Regions from separate parts of the Mus musculus genome. Here region 2 is linked to region 1. Evidence: chromatin contacts called from public Hi-C data. All regions are on one chromosome and are shown on one strand. Each heading gives the region's core, a stretch centred on a gene start, on an enhancer-like site or on the middle of the called end of the contact. The rest is flanking DNA. Distances are from core to core; before and after follow the strand shown.

Region 1 (7,263 bases), core at 2,207-4,706:
TTATTTTGAGGTGTTTTAGAGTCTCCATTGCTGTGAAGAAACACCATGACCAAGGTACCTCTTATGAAAAACATTTAATTGTGGCTGGCTTACAGGTTCAGAGGTTCAGTCAATTATCATCATGGCTGGAAGCATGGCAGCGTCCAGGCAGGCATGGTACTGGGGGAGCTGAGAGTTCTACACCTTGTTCCAAAGGCAAACAGAAGACTATGCCCCATGTAAATGGGAGGAGGGACTCAGAACCCACCTCCACAGTGACACACTTCCTCCAACAAGGCCACACCTACTTCAACAAGGCCACACTTCACTAATAGTGCTACCCCTGAGCCTAGTGTATTCAAACGACCACATTCCACTCCCTGGCCTCCAGAGGCTTATTCAAAGACATGATAATATCAGGGGCAATACATAAATACAGCAAAAATATATTTAGTCTAATTTCAAAAGTCCCCTTAGTCTATAGCAGTCTCAACAATGTTCAAAGTCCAAAGTTCAAAGTCTTTTTTGAGATTTATTCAATCACTTAGCTGTAATCTCCTATAAAGTCAAAATCAAAAAACAGATGACAAACCTCAAACATCACGGGATATACATTACCATACCAAAACATCACAGTGAAGAAATCCTGGACCAGCTGGGTAAACTCCAACTTCTTCATCTCCACATCTGATGTCAAAGTGCTCTTGAAATCTCCAACTCCTCTCATCTTTGTTGACTACAACAAACTTCTTCCTCCTGCACTGGTTTCACTCCCACTTAGCCGCTTTCCTCAGCAGAAATCCCATGGCTTTGACGTCTCTAACACCTTGGGGTCTCCAAGGCAACTTTGACTTCACAGCTTCTTGTTACAATGTCTGGGATCCACACATGATCTTTTGGGCTCCTCCAAAGGACTTGGCTCTCTTGCCTAGCTCTGCCCTCTGTAGCACTCTAGGCTCTGGTTGGCTCCATGTCGCTACTGCTGCTGTTCTTTGTAGTCATTCTATGGTACTGGCATCTCTAATACATGGGGTTTTTCACTGCATCTAAGCTTCACCCATCGCCTCTCATAGACTACCTTCATGGTGCCAAGCCTCAACTTCTTTGCATGATCCCTTCAGTCCTGGGCCTCTTCACCAGTGGCCTTCCTTGGCCTTTCACAATGACATGCCTCAGCTGCTCTCCACGACCCCTTTATGCCTTCAAAACCAGTATCACCTGGGTGACTCTTACCGACTCCAGCTGAAGCACAAGGCACCTTGGCTATCCCTGGAACACAGCTTCCTTAGGTCCCCCCAAAATGTTACTTCTCAGATCAATGATGTTGGTCTCTTCTTAATCACTGCTAATTTCTTAGCTCCAGCCAACAAGCATCAATTGTTCTAGTAGTCCTTTCTATTCTTGACTCTAAAGCCAGAGCTACATGGCCAAAGCTGCCAAGGTCTGTTGTTTGCTGGGGATGGAACCTGACCCCCTTGTTCTGTTACATTATCACCAGCTTTCTGTTTTCCAGCTCCTTTACTACCTAAGCTTGGCTATTTTGGAACTTGCTTTAGAGACTGATCTTGAACTCAGAGATCTGCTTGCCTCTGTCTCCTGGGATTCAAGGCCTGTACCCTAAGCTTTCCATGGTCACTATTCCCTCAAGGTGCAGATCAAAAGCCTGTCTCCTCCATTTCTGGATTGTAGTTCATTCCAGATTAAAAGTCCAAATGAAAACCATAATCAGGCAGTGCCCTTGTTCAACTGCAAACACATAAACAATAAGCTTAGCTGTGTGGAACCTTGCCAAGAGGTCGACACTCCCTTAATCTGTTTATCTCCTTGAATGCAGGATTCAGCTCCATTCTACTTCCTGCTGCCCCTTTATTCTTTGAACCATACATTTTGTTCTTTTCCATTTTGTACTTTTCCTTTTGAAGCTTGCTATGCTTGATCAAAATGCTCTTCATGAGGCTAAACCATAGAATAAGAGCAAAGTCTCTGCTGGGCTTCTTTGAGACTTCCTTTGTCAATGCAATTAATATAAATCTCTTTACCTTTGTCTCAGGTAGACCCCTCAAACAAAGGCAAAACAAAGCCACTTTCTTCACCAAGATACCACAAGAACACTCTTAGGACACATACTAAAATTCTTCTTCACTGAAACCTCTAGAGCCAGGTATGCACAGTTCAAAATACCCTTAGCACCAATGTCTTCCATATTCCTACTAGCATGGCCTATGGAGTGTCACAGTTTAGCAACACAGTTCACTGTAGAGCAGAGGTGCCTAATGACGTGACCTCTTAACACAGTTCCTCCTGTTCTGGTGATCCCCAAACATAAAATTATTTTCATTGCTACTTCATACCTGTAATTTTGCTACTGTTCGGAGTTCTAACGTAAATATCTGCATTTTCCAATGGTCTTAGGTAACCCCTGTGAAAGGGTTATTTGACTTCCCAAAGGGGCCACGACTCACAGGTGGAGAACCACTAGTGTGGAGCATGGGGCATCCCTCAGTTTGCCTGACTAGCAGTTGTGGGTCGTTGCCTCTGCATAGCATCAGCAGAGGATCATACCTCTCATCGCTGGTCCAGGATAAGATACACATTAAACATTCATTTTCAGTTTTTTTAAAAACTGCAATGTATTGCTTTCCATAATCATAATAAGGTAGAAAAATAGAATGCCAAGCTATCACTTAGTTGGGGATTTCTTGAGTTGGAATCTTATTTAAGATTTTTCTTAGAGTTTTCTGGCTGAGAAGCAAAAATAGATCAAGGTCTGAAGTCCCAGTGACCTCTGCTTTCCATAGGGCTGACTCCTTGTATCAGCAGGAGAAGGCTGTCACCCTCCTATCTAGATATCTCTAAACAGACCTCTCCCCATACTGCTACATTATTTCTGGTAGCACCTATGAGTATAATTGGGCCATGGTTTATATCACAACACATGAATGGCCAGAAGTTTGGGTCCATGGCCAATACAATCTTATGAAAAGAACTCCATCTGGTCACCCTACATGTTTCCAGCATCATTTGCCAAATTGGATTTGTGATGGTTAAGCTTCAATGCCACCTTGGCTGGAATCGCCATATAAGCATACCTCTGTGCTTATGTGTCGGAGAGTGTTTCCAGAAAGGTTTAGCTGGGCAAGAATGATGTCACTTGACTGTGAGTAGCACTGGGCTGGATGATTGCAAAAGAGGAAGCAAGCTAAGGAACAGAAACCAGCCCTTACTTCTTTACTGTGTACACAGTGTGACCATCTTGCTCTAGCTGGCATGCCTTCTCTGCCATTATGAACTCTACTCCTTAGAACTTTTCCTTAAGTTCCTTTCATTGCAATTTTTTTCTTTTACAGTAACAAGAGAACAGCTAATATACAACTCCCTAACACTTCTCAAAAATATCTGTTTCTTCTGCAGTGCTCAGTAACTAAGATACTGATCTCATCAACATCCCAGAAACCTGGGTACCGCGTGCATCCTGGACCACTTCCCTATATAACCCTCATACTGAATCCAACACAGAGTCTTGTTGATCTGATAAACTTCTTAAGGGAGCTCTTAGACCGCTTTCTTCTTTCTCATGTCTGGCAATATGACCTGGACTAGACCATGACCGTCTAGAGTATGAACCACAGCTACCACCTCATGCTTTTGTTCTTCTTCCCATCCTGTATCTCATGCTCCAAATCTGCAGGGTTTCTGGGATACACATGCCCAGAATCATGATCTTTCTAAAATGTAAGTTACCATCGTATCCTCGTTCTTAAATCTCTGATGATCCTTAAGTCTCTAACACAGTGTATAAGACAAGTCTCTACCTGAGTATTCAACCATCTCCACTAGCCACACAGAATCCCTTTCAACTTCCCAGACATACATATTCTCTTCTGGCCCTTCCCATACATTCTCTTCTCTGCAGGAAAGGAAAGCAAAACACCCTGTGATGGTTTGTATATGCTCCACCCAGGGAGTGGCACTATTAGAAGGTGTGGCCCTGTTGGAGTAAGTATAGCCTTGTTGGAGTGTGTGTGTCACTGTGGTTATGGGCATTAAGACCCTCATCCTAGCTGCCTGGAAGTCAGTCTTCTGCTAGCAGCCTCCAGATGAAGATGTAGAACTCTAAGCTCCTCCTACACCATGCCTGCCCGGATGCTGCCATGTTCCACCTTGATGATAATGGACTGAACTTCTAAGCCTGTAAGCCAGCCCCAATTAAATGTTGTTCTTTATAAGAGTTGCCTTGGTCATGGTGTGCATAGTAGTAAAACCCTAAGACATACCCCACTAGCTCCCCATCTTTGGGGCCTTGCTTTAGATAACACTTGAGCCAGGAACATTTTGCTGAACTTCCAACACTGGCTTGGATACCCTTTGTTGAACTCTCCCAGGTACCCTGGCCTACTTTTATTGTAGTTCTCACCCTAACAGAGAAGCCATAACTCTTAGATGGCTTGCCTGCTTTTCCCTATCAGAGCTGGTACGTGACTCTATGTGTAGCCTTTGTAACTTGGTCACAGCTGACTAGGCACTCAATAAAATCTATGTTCCCAACTAAAGTGCTCAGAGCACCATCAACCTTCCAGCAGAAACATTAAGAATCACTACCAGGAAAGCACGTGTTTGCTCAGGAGCAGCAGGCTCACAAGTCAGGTCATGCTCTGACGATGCTACGCACTGGCTGCGAGCAGCAGGGTAGTCGCTAACTGCCCGGCTTCCTAGAAGTACACAAGGTTTAGAATTTGTTTAGAGAAGTTGTGAAACAAAACCCTTTCTATGTATCTGAGAACATTCTGTGTTTCCTTTCATTTCTCCTTGCCAGACTGATACGGTTTCATAACTTTATTTTAGGGCCACTGTATCTCAGTGTGACCCTTGCCCTTTAACCATTAATAGGCCTGCATGGCTGGCACGGGCATTTCCTGCGGGCATGTTTGAAGAGGAAATGTTGTTTAAAAAGCACCTCTGTACCTCGTCTCAAGAGAAATGTAAGAATTTCATTTTTTTCATTTTAAATCAACAGCTTGACCCCACTTTTGCCTGAAGGCAAAACTACAGGGCCTTTGTGATCTCAGCCTCTGGTTAAGACAGTGTAATTATTCTGGCTCCCTGTGTATTTTCTCTCCTTTACAAAATAGAAGTGACTATATTTGATACCCCTTGGTATGAAGTGACAGAAACCCTCAAAGAATGCAGATTCAAATGTTAACTTACCCATGCCTAAGCTTGTGTGGCCTTAAGCGACCCAGTTGACCTTCCAGAGCTTTAGCCTTCTCTGCAAAGTCAGAGAGATAGCAGCCTCGCTCGTGCCTCACTCCCCACCTTGAGCCTGAAAAGCACTGGATAATGTTAACGTCCTTCCCAAACCTGCTGCTCGCCATGCCATAGCATATGACAGTCCCCATGGAAGCTCTCTGGACTGAGGTCATTTTCTGTGATAAATCTCCGCTGGGAGCTGTAGTTGCCAGGCAGCCTCAGTGTCCATATTCAACAGGTAAAGCTCCAGGAACTCCTAGTACGATGACTAGGGTTGTCAGCTTTCTGCTCTCAAAAGAGCACTCCTCCTTGTAATGACAGAGAGTGGCTCAAGCCCCACTGGGAATAAGGGGAAGCAAAGTCACATGAAGGAAGAGGAGGGAATGAAATATCCAAGGGCAGAGAGCTAATACACTCTTGAGACCAAGGTAAGAGGCAAGGGTCCTGGCCATCTTGGTGTCGACCTTGCTTATAGATTTATGTGTCCAAAGACTGCTTTCCTATCTTGCCTAACACCTTGATCCCACATATATGACTCACAGCTAGTATCTCCTTTTTCGTTTTGGAACCATGTGGAGAAGTCAGCAGCTGTTGTTATATACCTATTTTCCAGAAGGCACAGCCAAGGAGTGTATGCCTGAATCACACTAGCCCGTTTGAGATGGTGCTGGATTGAGCTTGAGGAAGTGCTCTATGCTCAAGGCTCTTCCTACCACACTCTCTCCCCTCTCACACAGTTGAAGAACAATATTCCAATCAACCTTAAAGAAAGCCTATGCGTGGGAGCCCTTGCTAATATCACAAAGGACAAAGTACCAAACTGGGATTAAAAGGAAGAAAGAGACAGAGAAAGAAAGAAAGAAAGAAAGAAAGAAAGAAAGAAGGAAGGGAGGAAGGAAGGAAGGAAGGAAGGAAGGAAGGAAGGAAGGAAGGAAGAAGCACCTATATTCTATTTCCAGCCATTAACCTTAGGAAAGAGTGCTTTCTCACCTCTGCAAAGAGCAGGCAAGTGACACATGTCACTTGGGCTTCTATTTCCCTGGGCTTCTGTTTTTTTTGAATGTGGACCCAAAGCTCCTTTACAACACAAATGCCCATGGCATGGAAAAAATGTCTAGAAGATACATCTGGAAGCTCATCACAAGTGCAGCAGTAATTACATCTCTAGCCTGTTCTGCCCACCATGCCTGGTAGCAAAGCCTAGCATGCTACCTCATGGCTTTTTAGAAACAGGTTACACTCAACTTCAGTAACTATTCCATAGCTCAGTTTCCTTGTAGGAAGAGCAAGGATGGTAACGGTTTCTGGACAGGACAAAAGAGTTTTGAACTCATTCTTGCCTCCTCGCCATTACAAGGAGATTAAGTTGGTGATCTGGTTGGCCAGAGACAGAGTCTTGTAGTCAGCAGGCAGGGATGCCCTACCTAAGAACAGTGCTTTGTTCTGTGTAGTTGGCTGGTAAGAATAGTCATTTCTTTCAGCATCTATATCTGTCAGGCAAAGGCCTAGGGAGGGAACTTCCCCTTACTTTGTCTTTCCCCAAGTTATCTCTTCTAGACACTATGTATCTCTTCTAGGCACAATGTGTCTCTTCTAGACACATCATATCTCTTCTAGATACAACGTATCTCTCTTCTAGATACAATGCATCTCTTCTAGATACAATGTATCTCTTCTAAAGAGTACAGTGACCTAAGATCCAGATTTAGGGATCTAGTAGTAAGAAATTCTGCATCTATTTGTTGTGTTGTCTCTCCTTGAACCTACAGTCCTTCTAAACAGCCTCTGAGTTGCTGGGGTCACAGATGTGTGGTTTTCTGTTAGTCCATGATTAAGACTTGGATGGATGCACTATTCATTAAAAGCAGTACTTTCTCTTTCGACTCACTTCTTCTGCCTGTCACTAGAGACCTATGATGGCCAACCTCTCAAGTGGGTTCCTGACATATCCCTATCCCTAGTAGTCATGCTCTTTGGAACAAAGTGAAGTTGTGTGGTCAATGGAACTTGGCACAGGAAATGACATGATGCCTTCAA
Region 2 (7,263 bases), core at 3,230-5,729, 220 kb after region 1:
GACCTGCCAGGGGTACAAAAAGAGAATCAGTTCCCTGCATCCCTCATCTGAGAGCCCCACTCTCTTGGCTGACTTGATACCTGCTGGTGGCCCCATCTCTGGATAAGGTCAGACTAGCAATTAAGTTCCAGCATATGAATTTGGGGAAACGTGATCTGACCACAGTGAGGACCTAAAGGATCTTCGTACACCCTCTAAACAGCATCTTCTGTGAGCTCCTGCAGCCACTGTAAAAAGCTATCAGGGCAGGTGTAACAGCTCAGCAGATAAAAGCGTTTGCTGTAGCTCAAGCCTAGTGACTGGATTCTATCCCTGGGACCCACATGGTGGAAGGAGAGAACAATCTCCAAAAAGTTGCCTTTTGACCTTCGTGTGGGTCCTGTGGTACACACGCACTCATGCCCACAAACACGAATGGCAGGTTCAAATTAATTTCAAACTCTATAAATTGTGAGGTCCCATGGCACTTCAAGCCTCTCTAAAGAGCACAACGTGATTTTGGAAAAGAAATTATGCCTTAAATTGCCCATAAAACAGAGAACTGGGAGCTGACATTTGTCAAAGGATTACTATGTGGCAAACTGGCCTTTGTTGGTTTGAATAAATTATGCATTTTCTATGGCTTTTAGTCTAGTTTAAAAATAGAGAGGACAACTTCTTTCTTATAAGCTGAATGAGTCCCAAATAGCTAAGTAGCAGGAGCCAGTGTGTTCCCAAGAGCTGAGAAGTGCATGTCAGCCTGGAAGCCTATCCACCTGCCTCTCTCCTTGTTCATGGCTGGAGCTTGTTGCTATCACATGAGGGTTTTTTGCCTTTTTTGTTCGTTTTTCAAGAAAAAGCAGAAATCTAGGTCTTCTATATACAACTTTAGGATTCCATGCATTGGTTCTAACTGAAGGAATATCTACAGGCTGAGATGAACGTATCCACTGGCCATTTTTCAACACCTGATCTGCTTCATCGACTTGTTTCAGGGAAAGGGTAAAAGCTTTGAAGATAAGGAGAGTGCTGGGTTGGTGTTTTGTGTCAACTTGACACAAGCTAGAGTCCTTTAGTAAAAGTGACTCTCAACTGAGGAAAAAGAAAAAAGGCTTCCAGAAGATTGACCTGTAGGCAACTCTGTGAGGCCTTTTCTTGATTAATGGCTGATGGGGGGAGCCTATAATGACTGCTGTCATCCCTAAGCTTATGACCCTGGGGTTCTATAAGAAGTAAAGCTGAGCAGGCCATGGGGAGTGTTAAAGTATCTTTTATTTGCCTGTCATCTTGGAGGCTTACTGCCTCAGTCTGCTAACCTAGACCTAGTCCTGGAAGCTTCTAGCCTCTGTACAGTCTAATCTAGCACTAGACTGTTTCTAGCCTCTGAGACTTGCTGCTGAATAAACTCACCTTTTCTAATTCTTTCTGAACTCTTACAGGTTGGTTCAACTCAGCTGTTCTGGCTCAAATGCCTCTCCAAGCTGACAGATTCAATCTAGCTTCTCTTTTGGCCTCTGACTTGTTTGCTCTGCTTGGCCTCAAACTACCCTTGGCAATATGTTCTAATCGTCTGTCTCAGTACAACTATCTCAATAAAAAAAAAAAAACCCTCCTCTCTCTGCCTGCACTGCCCCTCAAGTGGCTTCCCTTTCCTCTCTCCACTTGTGAGAGTTGGGCATATCTAATTCTGTCAAATCTTTCTCTGATTCATCACTTTGTCTGCCACTCAATTAGACATCACTTTCAAACATGGGTGCTTCTTTCTACAAATTAACTTTACCTTCATTGTTTGGGATTAAATGTGTGCACTAAAGGCCTGTCTGTATTGCAGTCAAAGGGATTTTAGATGTGTGCTAAGGGTGAGCCACACCACAACTAGAAACAGGTTTTTCCAGTAAACGAAACAATCTCAGGGTTCCGAAGTATGATCAACTGTCTTGCAAGAGCAAGCCAGTAAGCAGCACCCATACATGCATGCCCTCTGCATTAGCTTCTGCCTCCAGGTTCCTGCCCTGTCCTGATGTTCTTCAATGGTGGACTATTATGTGGAAGTGTGAGCCAAATGAACCCTTCCCTCCTCAAACAGCTTTTGACCATAGGTTTTACCACAGCACTAGAAACGCTAAGACATACTGCAAATGTTCACTCTGTTTAACACACCCTTGAACTGAGTCTTCGTATACAAATGTAATTAGGCCTCTGAGGCTATAAAGGAGATGAAACTTTTACCTTATTTGATAATGAAAGTAAGGAAGAGAAACTGAGAGTTTTGCTATGCCACATAGTAAGAAGAAGTGGAGTGGACTCTGAAGCAGAGCAGGGCCACCAGCTACAGACTTCACCACTCTCAGCCAGAGCATTGTGCTTGCAAGACTAATGGTTCGGTTTCCAGCCAGATGTGCACGGATGCTCAGCCAATACAGAATCCTTCTCACATCCCTTTCTATGCTTTAAGGCATTTTAAGGGGATTTTTCTGACACTAATAGGGGCTGTTTGGTAGTTTCAATACAATGGAAGTTGACATTTCAATTTGATACCTCAAAAAATTCTACAATGTTCAACATAATGATGGAATTTATGTGGTCTTGACTGGGACTTTGAGCAGTCATAATGGCATCTGGACTTAGCTCTTGCTCACCAATAGACAAAGCTATACTAAAGATGGTGAAATGGTACACCTTTGGAGAAGACCACAGCCCCAGAGAGATGCCACTCTTTTTTTTTTTGGTTGTTTCTCTGTATAGTAGTTCTGGCTGTCCTGGAACTCTGGAACTCACTCTGTAGACCAGGTTGGCCTCGAACTCAGAAATCCACTTGCCTCTGCCTCCCAAAGTGCTGAGATTAAAGGCGTTGCACCACCACTGCCCAGCGAAATGCCACTCTTAAAAGATACATTGTCACATGTGTGACACACACTTGTACCCTTCCCCTGCCTCCATTTAATATTAGCTCATGAGTAGTTATATTATCCAAGTTGTATAAACAGTATTTTCAAAATTATTAGCATATACTAATTGTACATGGTAATAAGAACATGTCTATAATGTACTTGGATCTTTTTTTTCACCCATTATTAATCTCTCTTCTATTCCCTTTCCCCTCACCTAGTGTCCTAGGGTGATTGTGGGTGGGTGGGCAGGTGGATGGTTGTGGGGGTGGGGATAGATGGACGAATGGGTTTTATAAAGGTATTCTTCCACCGGTGTATACCAGAAGACACTTTCAACTCTTCCACAACAAGATGGATTAGCTTACAAAACAAATTAGATTCACAAGCTGAGTCTATTGGATGTAATTACAGCTGTGGAGTGTAACCATCCTTTCTAGGCATTCCCTGAAGACAGCAGCTCTCCTCAAAGCAATTCCACCGAAAGAAATCCGCCTCCAAAATGTTGCTCCTGACAACCTTGATACTGAGTAGATATTGAATGGAATGAGGATGCCGCATAGTCAAACGTCCAGCAACAGAAAAATCCCTTGAAGTAACTTACACCCCTAGAGTTACTATGAGAGAGCCAATGACATGTGCCATGGCAGTGTTCACAGCAGCCAGGTGAAGCAATCTGCCTGGGTTCCCATTAATGGGTGATACAGAAAGTGTGCTGCCAGTACCTGATTATTTAGTCATAAAGAACAAAATACCATTCGCAGGATAATGGATGAAACTGGAGCTCATCAGATTATGTGAAGTAGACCAGGCTCAGAACCACAATCATCACACACGTTCCCTCACATATGGAGTCTGGTTTTCTTTCTTGAGGCATAAAAGTAAAAGAAATGTTATTTGGGAAGAATAAGCACACCTAGGGTGGGGGAAAAGGAAAGATAAAAAAGAAAGTTCTGATGGGGTGAAAATGAGCCAAGTACATTGTAGACATGAACTCATGACTATACACAATTGATATATGCTAATTGTTTTGAAAGTGCTATTTATATAGCTTGGATAATAAATACTCATTGTCCAATATTCAATGGGAGAAAAAAGGGTACAAGTTTGTGGCGCATGTGTAACAATGTACCGTCTAAGTGAGTTTTTCTTAAACATTAAAAGACACCAAATAACTGACTGTACTGACCCGTGCCTGCCCAAGTGCTTCAGACGAAGTGACAGGAGACAAACAAAACCCAGATTCTCCAAAGCCTTAAAGAGCTGGGGTGCTCTTAAATAATTACATTATAAAGAAACAGATGGCTGCAAATTAAAATACACTGCGTTCTGTCTCCAGCCAGTCAGAATGGCAGGCATCAAGAAAACAAACAGCAAACACTGGCCACATTCGGACAAAGGGAGCTCTTCTATACCCCTGGTAGGAAGGTAAACTGGTCCAGTCACTGAGGCAATCAGTATCGAGGTCTCTCAAACAACTAACTAGGGCATGAGCCACTTCTAGGTGTTTCCCTGAGGGACTTGGGAAACCATCACAGAGGTACCTGCACGTCTGTGGTTATCGGCAGCTCTAGTCTACAGTAGCTGATTACGAAGTCAGCACAGAGGCATGAATAAAGAGAGTGTGGTCTATCTACACAACGGGAACATGAAGTTACGCTGCTCGTGTGGAAGTAGATATGACTGGAGACGATCCAATTAAACGAATTCAGCCAGCTTCAGAAAGAAAAAAAAAATAGAACATGTTTTCTTTCATTTGTGGTTCCTGGATTTTTTTTTTTTTTTATAGATACATGAAATCATGTATGAATATCTGACCTACAGGCAGAAGTGAAACTGTCTTGGGGAAGAAATGAAACTAACAGGAGGCGGGAAAGGAGGGGGTAGGGGCTTTAGGGGAATATGCTCAACATATAATATATATTATATCAATTTTTATTTAAAAAATTTAAAAAAATTAAAATTAAGAGTTAGAGAAATTTCTCCATGGTTAAATCTGTGTCCTGCTCTTGTAGAGGACATGAGGTGGGTTCCCTGTACACTCGTTGGGCGGCTTATGTTGGTTATAGCTCCAGTTCCCGGTTGAATCCAATACCTCTGATCACTGTAAGCATTTGCATTCACATACACATACCCACACGGGAGATGCATGACTACAAACAATAGAAATAAATCTAGACACCCTACACAATAGCGATGAAGGAGAGCAACAGTTGGTGATTGGAGTATGAATGGCGTTAGATTGTCACTATAATATTCAGCCGGCGGAAGCTGCCTTCCTCTGTGGACCCTATGTAGGCTAAAAGCCACCGAGGCCGAAACAGACTCTGCTCAGGGATTCGGCAAGCAGACAGACATTTCCGGGAATGACCAGAGCGGGGGGAGGGGGGGCTACGGGGTGTGTGTGTGTGTGTGTGTGTGTGTGTGTGTGTGTGTGTCTATGTTTAACTTGTTCATATAAACATGTTTAGCTTGGTCCAATGAAAAAAATCTGGGGCCTCATTTGTAGTCTTGGCTCCACAATTCCACGTTACTGGGGTCCGTTACTCTCAAAGGTCTCAGGATCTTTAACCAAACACACACGGGGTCGATGTTATATCTTGTAAAATTTCTGTGAGGTTTAAAGATTATTGCTTTCCCCTTGTTGTTTTTGAGATAGAGCCTCACATCTGTAGCCCAGGCAGGTCTAAAATGCACTGTAGACCAGGCTAGTTTCACGTTCATGGCACGCCTCCTGTCTTATTATCCTGAGCACTGAAGTTACGGTTGTGAGCCACACATCTGACTGCAGGTTTGTAGAGGGTACTTTCGTTCACCTTACTGAGGCTTGTGAAACTTTTTTTGTTTGTTTGTTGTTGTTGTTGTTGTTTTTGAGACAGGGTTTCTCTGTGTAGCCCTGACTGTCCTGGAACTCTGTAGATCAGGCTGTCCTCGAACTCAGAGAGCCGCCTGCCTCTACGTCCTGAGTGCCCAGACTAAAGGTGTGCGCCACCACCTCGGGGCTTGTGAAACACCTATTGGTATATCTGCTTTTGCTTCAGCTTTCTTTGTCTTCTCACTTAGTTATCACCTTCTCTTTGGCATATGCTGAAGCAGGAACTGGCTGGTTCTGCTGGCTTGCCTCCATCCAGTCCATTGGTTGTTCTTTCCTGCTCTGCTGTGCCCCAGGATGCTGGAGAAGATTGGCATTTATGAGCCACATTCCCCCTGCACCCTTATCCTCTGGCTTCCAGTTGCATTCAGTCAGGAAAACACTGACAGGAGGGTGAATCATGGGCAAGTTAGCCATTCTGCACTTGCTCCCTGCCACAACCCCTCTCCCCCAGTTCCAGAGTTCCTCATCTCTAGACATTGTCTTGTTATGACTTAATATGATTTGGGTCACACACACACACACACACACACACACACACAGGGGGGGGGTTCATGTGCTGAAATTTGATCCCTATTGTGATAGTGTGAGATATTAAGAAAACTTAGTCCCACAAGACTGCTTATGCCTGGGATCTTTTCTTATGATCCCAGAGGCCCTGGACTCTCTCAGCAAGGCAATCAACAGCCTCTCAGCCTTGGACTTCTTTTCTTTATAATCTCACCCAGCCTCGGGTATTTTATTATAGTAATGGAATGCAGAGTAATATGGCTGCTTTATTCCTCACCATGCCTTACCGGTTCCCTTAAGCCTAAGCCTGCCTACGTGCCTGTATGCAGTTCTTTTGTTAATTTCCTTTTTCAGTTAAGGTATTTTAAGAATGCTGTCTGCTGCTTTTTGGGGTTCTGATACAACCACATACAAGGTAGCCAAGAACCATGTTTCCTGGTGCTCTCCATATTAAGTGTTCTCTCTCTCTCTCTCTCTCTCTCTCTCTCTCTCTCTCACACACACACACACACACACACACACACACACACACACACACACATACACACCCCATACATTGAAAAATAAAGTCAGAGTATGGAACCAATAATGGCTGGGAGACGATACTTAAGGAACTAACATTTGAGCTGGGTATCAAAAGGATAAACCGCAGCCGACAGTGCAGAGATCTGGGAGACCCATTGTTCATGTGCGCAAACGCATGGGAAAAAAGGAAGAGACTGGGTGTGGGCCATGCAGGTTGGAAAGCAGTGAGACCAAGAGAGTGTGATGGGAACTGGTCAGAGAGGCAGTAGGGGTTGAAGAATGGTGGCCTGCAGGGGCCTATGGAACAGATCTTGGAATTTAACTTGGAGTGCTAGGGAAAAAACTGAAGAGCTTCAGGTTGGGGAGTAATTGGAACCAGGTTTTTGTTTGCTCGGTCTTGTTTGGGTTTTGGTTTTTCAAGAGAGGGTTTCTCTGTGTAGCCCTGACTGTCCTCAAACTGGCTATCCTCTAACTCAGAGACCAGCCTGC

What was found. Hi-C and Micro-C count contacts between places; a contact is called where the count stands out from the background.
Region 2: a Hi-C map of bone marrow-derived macrophages shows a contact between it and region 1, with 22 read pairs. The contact joins two enhancer-like sites. A contact is called at or near these places in 1 of 484 Hi-C or Micro-C datasets (bone marrow-derived macrophages), 1 of 115 datasets of contacts at active chromatin or transcription factors (embryonic stem cells) and 1 of 9 other capture datasets (embryonic stem cells).

Annotation. Positions count from the first base shown.
Region 1 is chr10:95,148,100-95,155,362 of GRCm38.p6, forward strand. No RefSeq gene overlaps it. Among named protein-coding and RNA genes, the nearest start is that of Gm29684, 5.9 kb to the left of the region's middle. Within about 2 kb of position 3,457, at least 71 of the 459 cell types and tissues checked have an H3K27ac peak or open chromatin away from gene starts, as enhancers often do. A contact at or near this core is called in bone marrow-derived macrophages, where this site is marked.
Region 2 is chr10:95,363,287-95,370,549 of GRCm38.p6, forward strand. No RefSeq gene overlaps it. Among named protein-coding and RNA genes, the nearest start is that of 2310039L15Rik, 31 kb to the left of the region's middle. Within about 2 kb of position 4,480, at least 21 of the 459 cell types and tissues checked have an H3K27ac peak or open chromatin away from gene starts, as enhancers often do. A contact at or near this core is called in bone marrow-derived macrophages, where this site is marked.